Linked DNA regions of Ovis aries: region 1 is linked to region 2. The links are chromatin contacts, called in public Hi-C maps. All regions are on one chromosome and are shown on one strand. Each heading gives the region's core, a stretch centred on a gene start, on an enhancer-like site or on the middle of the called end of the contact. The rest is flanking DNA. Distances are from core to core; before and after follow the strand shown. Region 1 holds the start of CCNY (cyclin Y). Region 2 overlaps CCNY (cyclin Y).

What was found. Hi-C and Micro-C count contacts between places; a contact is called where the count stands out from the background.
Region 1: a contact with region 2 is called in a Hi-C map of hypothalamus, with 5 times the contacts expected there. The contact joins the promoter of CCNY here to the enhancer-like site in region 2. A contact is called at or near these places in 12 of 16 Hi-C or Micro-C datasets (blood, hypothalamus, liver and 6 more).

What each region holds. Positions count from the first base shown.
Region 1 is chr13:17,532,454-17,535,153 of ARS-UI_Ramb_v3.0, reverse strand. CCNY (cyclin Y) reads left to right here and starts at 1,266. Exons shown (of 10, transcript XM_015099546.4): 1 at 1,266-1,637. The coding sequence starts at 1,484. LOC105613289 (endogenous retrovirus group V member 1 Env polyprotein-like) reads right to left here and starts at 900. Exons shown (of 2, transcript XR_009596031.1): 1 at 347-900.
Region 2 is chr13:17,451,709-17,454,408 of ARS-UI_Ramb_v3.0, reverse strand. The region is part of intron 3 of CCNY (cyclin Y); the gene reads left to right. Among named protein-coding and RNA genes, the nearest start is that of APBB1IP, 54 kb to the right of the region's middle. Within about 2 kb of position 1,323, at least 9 of the 54 cell types and tissues checked have an H3K27ac peak or open chromatin away from gene starts, as enhancers often do. A contact at or near this core is called in hypothalamus and liver, where this site is marked.

The sequences.
Region 1 (2,700 bases), core at 17-2,516, 81 kb before region 2:
CCAGCTGCAAACTCACAGGTAAAGGGGAGGGGGTGTAAATCGTCTTATGTTTGGCCGCCCTTCAATCCCCAGTTAGTACAGTCGCGTTAGAGACGCGGGTGGGCTGGGGACGGCACAACCGGGCAAGTCAGAACAAGGACACACACCACTTATTCCAAAAACGGCAACAATACACTTCAGACATGGAGCTTTTAAAATACGGACTAACAAAAAGACAGAAGGGGAAGCACAAGTTTAAGAGTAAACTCGTCCAGATTTAGACAATATCATGTTTACAGTGCCTCTGGCAAGCTGTACACACATTGAGGATGCCGAGTATTTGCTCCCTTTTGTTACCAGTTAGCACCTGCGTCGACACGTCGTGTTTCTGGGCCTCAGTTTCCTCGTATGGAGAATGGGGTCACGCCAGGTTCCACCCGCTAAAGCATTCTGTCCCCGGTCTCAGGATGTCTTCCCAGGCCATTTGGAAAGGGGGTGAAGGGTTGTTTCAGCTGCCTTATTTTGTTCTTCCGAGAGGCGAGGGGGCAGTGCTGCCATGTGTGTGTGGGTGGGTGGCAGGATGGGGACCACCCTGCAAAGTTCTCGCACCCACAGCCGACTGCGTGGTGGGCTGAACAGGAGAGCCTGGGGCACCTGACGATAAACCTGCGGGGAGAGCGGCGCCGCCCCGGCCCAAGGTGCATTCTGGGCAGACGACGGGCGGCTCAGGACGGGAGAGCGCCCCAACCCTGCCCACTAACTCTAACCTCTGAGAGTTTAAAGGAGGAGAAAAAAAAATCCCCTCCCTCCACCCCGACTCCCGTCCGCCGCTGCCAGCGGCCCAGGCGCCGCACGCACCTCTCTTCCCTGCGCCGGTTCCTCGCGACATCACTGCACCGCCGGCGCGCACGCGCGCGGGAGGCCAACCCCCCCCCCCCCCCCCGTATCCGCTTCCAGGGCAGAGGGTGGGGCGAGGCCGGGTGGGCGGGGCGCCGAGGCCGCGGAGGGCGGGGCGGCCCGCGGGTGGGCGGGGAGCGGGGGCGGGACCGGGCCAGCAGGTGGGCGGGGCGCGGAGGCCGCGGGGGGCGGGGCCGGGCCCCAGCGTCCCCCAGGCCGCCCACGCCCGGGCCCAGCGCCGCGCCTCCCCGCCGCCTGTGTTCCCGTCGCCCACGGCCGCTCGCGTCCCCGCCGCCTGCTTTCGCCCCCGCCGCCTGCTTTCGCCCCCGCGTCTCCGCATCCCTAACGGCCGCGCCCCCTGAACCGGAACCGCTTGCGGCCGCCGGCGCAGAGCCGGGCCGATCGGGAAGCGGAGGAGGTTGCGCGGCGCCCGCCATGGCGGCGGCGGGGTGAGCCGGGCCGGGCGGCCGCAGTCGCGCGGGCGCGGGCGCTCCTCCGCCGCGGACAGGCCGCCGGGCCGGGCGAGGGGAGCCGGGCCGCCCATGGCGAGGCCGCGCCGCCGCCGCCGCTGCTGACCCGGGGCCGCGCCGGGGCCGGGGCGCCAGCCATGGGGAACACCGCCTCGTGCTGCGTGTCGTCCAGCCCCAAGCTCCGCAGGAATGCCCACTCGCGGCTGGAGTCCTGCCGGCCCGACGCCGACCTGAGCCGCGAGGACACGGGCTGCAACCTGCAGCACATCAGCGACCGGGAGAACATCGACGGTGAGGCGGGCGGGCGGGGGGTCCCTCTGATTCCTCCGACGCCCCGCGCCGCCTGCGCGCTCGCCCCGCACCCCGCGCCCCGCCCGGCGGCCGTTGCTCTCGGCCGGTTACCGCGAGCGGACCGGGGTCTTCGCCCCGGAGAGCGGGCCGGGGCGGGGTCCAGGCCGGGCTCCGGCTGTCTGTCCGGCGGAGCTGCCTGTCGAGTTGCGCGCGGAAGGGTGAGCCTATCTGTATCCCGAGAGGCGAAGGAGATGGGGACCCTGGGCATGGCCGAGGACTGAATGCCTGGGTCGGCTCCCCAGAAACTGGCGAATTGAGCCCACTTGCTGGCCCTGACCCCATTTCTTTAAAAAACAAAACAAAAAAAAAATCCCCACAGCCCTCCTCGCAAAATACCAACAACAGAAAGGATTTTGGGTGGGGGAATGTTGAGAGATTGCAGTCAAATAACGTCACCTGAATTCTTTAACATTTTTTTTTCTTTACAGTATTATCGCAGTGATTTGCAGACAGCTTTGGAATAAGTCCCCTTGTTTTTGCTTGAGGTTGAATTACAGTCCTGTGAATTTCTGAGTGATTTCAATGACTTCTGGACTAGGATTTGTAAAGGAAGTTAAGACTGATCGCTGCTCCTAGTAATGATTGTTGATTTTATTGGTCTTACAGTATTTTATTAGTACTGTTTTATCAATAAGCTTATGTGATTTAATATCTAATAGATGGGTAGTTTATGCATCAAACAGTTTATGTAATTTTAAACTTAAAGAATTTTGAAATTGGAAATATATTTTTATGAAATCTTGACTTTTTCTTTAAACCACTGATTCTTTTCACAGTTGATGTGGTTGAACTAATTTGAAAAAAATTTCTTGTGTGAATGAATTGGCACAACTCTGTCATAATTCATTCTTGTCACTTTTAGAATGGCGCATTCCATCTAGTATGCAAAGCCAAATTTAAACTCTGCCACGGGGAAGAATTTTTTCATTGTTTGGCATCATTTAATTTCTTGTAAATAGTAAATTCATCTTTTTAGAACAACTTTATTAAATGGGTACCATAT
Region 2 (2,700 bases), core at 74-2,573:
AAATAGGGTTTCAAACTTAACCCTATTATAACAATGCCAAGGACTTACTAGATAGTTTGAAGGGGGCTTCCCTGATGGCTCAGATGATAACAAATCTGCCTGCACTGTAGGAGACCCGAGTTCCATCCCTGGGTCAGGAAGACCCCTTGGAGAAGGGAATGGCAACCCACTCCAGTATTATTGCCTGGAGAATCCCATGGACAGAGGAGCCTGGTGGGCTACAGTCCATGGGGTTACAAAGAGTCAGAAAGCTGAGTTGGCATCCCCCGTTGGCACACCAGCCCTTTGTGATAGAGGGCTCAGACTAACAGATGGGGATCCCCAGGCAGGACTGGCCCCTGGGGGTGCTAGTTTCCAGTTAACCCTGTGACCCCAAAGGGTACTTCTACTCCTGAAAGGAGGATGAGGAAGTGCCCACTCTGTGACCTGGTGTATCACTCTCTCTTTAACTCTAGCGCTCATGTTTTCTTAGGGAAACCATTTACTCTTGGCTGTTCCTATCATATTTTCATCTTGAGGAAATTTGTGTCAGAGGAAACAGTGGAAACCTCACAAATAGAAGCCCGTCATTGCTGTCGTTTGCTTCACTGTTGTGATTATTCCTAAATAATAATTCTCTTGTATCTCTAAAGATTCTTTAATATATCAACTAATTACTGAATTTTTGTGTTAAGTATATCTGTTAAGGTTTCTGATTCCATTGGTGGGGAAAATTTCTTAAGAATTTTTTTAAAAAACTTGGCGCACATGTTAATATCTATTATTAGATTGCAAGTTTTTGTCTGTGACTTAAGTGTGATTGCTACCTGACCTACAAAAGAGATCAAAATGGTTTTTAATGTCTCCGGCTTGTCTTAATGAAACTGTTGTGATTAATTTGATAGACGTGAAAAATGCCATGTTAAAATTGCAGTCAAGAAACTTGAACTTGACAGGCTTTTTTGGTGCCCTTATCTTACACAAGGCTTCCCTAGTAGCTCAGTTGGTAAAGATTCTGCCTGCAATGCGGGAGACCCAGGTTCAATCCCTGGGAAGGAAAGATCCCCTGGAGAAGGGAATGGCAACCTACTCTAGTACTCTTGCCTGGAGAATTCCATGGACAGAGGAGCCTGGAGGGCTACATACAGCCCATGGAATCGCAAAGAGTTGGACACAACTGTGCGTGTTATCTTACACAGGCGCAGAACAATGTGTGCCTAAACACACTGGCCAAGATCAAGCCTTATCTTTTGAATTCCCTGACTCTGATTATTTCCTCCTGACCTACATGCCCTTCGTAAAAGCAGCGCTCCAGAGGGTCATAGTGATTCAATGGTGCAGTGCCCTCTGGCGGGAGTTTTAGGAACCGTATGCCCCAGGGAGTGATGATTAGCAAAAGGGGAGATTGTTTATAACACTGACTTCTGTTTCTCAGGCTGTTGCATATTTCCATAATTTTATCACATGTGAAAGTGAAAGTCGCTTAGTCGTGTCCGACTCTCTGCAACCCCATGGACTATACAGTCCATGGAATTCTCCAGGCCAGAATACTGGAGTAGATAGCCGTTCCCTTCTCCAGGGGATCTTCCCAATCCAGGGATCAAACCCAAGTCTCCCACATTGCAGGCAGATTCTTTACCAGCTGAGCCACAAGGGAAGCCCTTATTACATGGGAAACCTTATTAAATAAGAAGTAAATGTTAAACAGGGCGTTTGGTCTCTGATGAGCTTTAAGGCTCCCTTCATGTTCATAAACCATGGGTACTAAGGGCTTCCCTGGGGGTGGGCAGCTGAGTCAGGGCAGTGTTATTATCCTTAAGGAACTGATTGTTTTGGTTGCTGAAAATGACACTTTTGATTGTCAGCATAGCACCAGGCCAGTCGAAACTGGTTTGGATGATTTGATTTTTTTTTTTTTTTTAAGCATGCTTTGAGCAAGAATGATCCAGATTGATATATACTAGTCAAATTGCCCACAATCGCCTGATCTGCCTACTATTCAGTTAGATGTCATCTGCGTGTAATTTAAATTCTTTTTCTGTAGCAGTATGTTTTAGAAGTATAGTTCTCAGTTCTAACGTTTTCCAAAGAGCTCAAAATTTACACAGCCTGAAAGAACCAGATGCACAGCTGCCACAGGCACCCCACCTGAAGCTCATCCACGGGTCATATTTTCAAAAGCATCAGATAACTCTCACCTTTAAAATGTATTTTGCCCTTAAAGGAGTACTCTTTTTCTTTACATCTTCACCTCGTGAAATTGAAGAGTAGGAGATTCTAAATTAACAGTGGCTGCATCTTCCATGGTCCCCAAATTGACTGTACCTCAGGGGTAGGAAAAAAAATGGGTGCTGTGGACTCCTGTCTTAATTCTGGCGCCTCACACAAGGTTGCCTCCTGAAGCATGGGCTTTTGCTGGTGAGATGAGTACATGCTTCTTGTTTCTCAGTGATTTTTATGGACTCTGCAGCACACCCTTTGATGCTCGATTTTGGGAGTGTGCTGAGCTGATGGAGGTTTCAGACCGGGAGTGGTGGTGGTGACTTTTTTTATAAGGAAGAACATGGAATTCCACTGTAGGAAGAAAGTGAGTTTTGTGCTGTACTTGATGATAGTATTAACATTTCTTGGTAAGACACTTTTCCTCTATAGGCTGGTCTCAAGGTGAAGGGGATGATGTTCCTTGGAAGAATTTTGAGCCCCTTTTTAATTGTTCTTGTC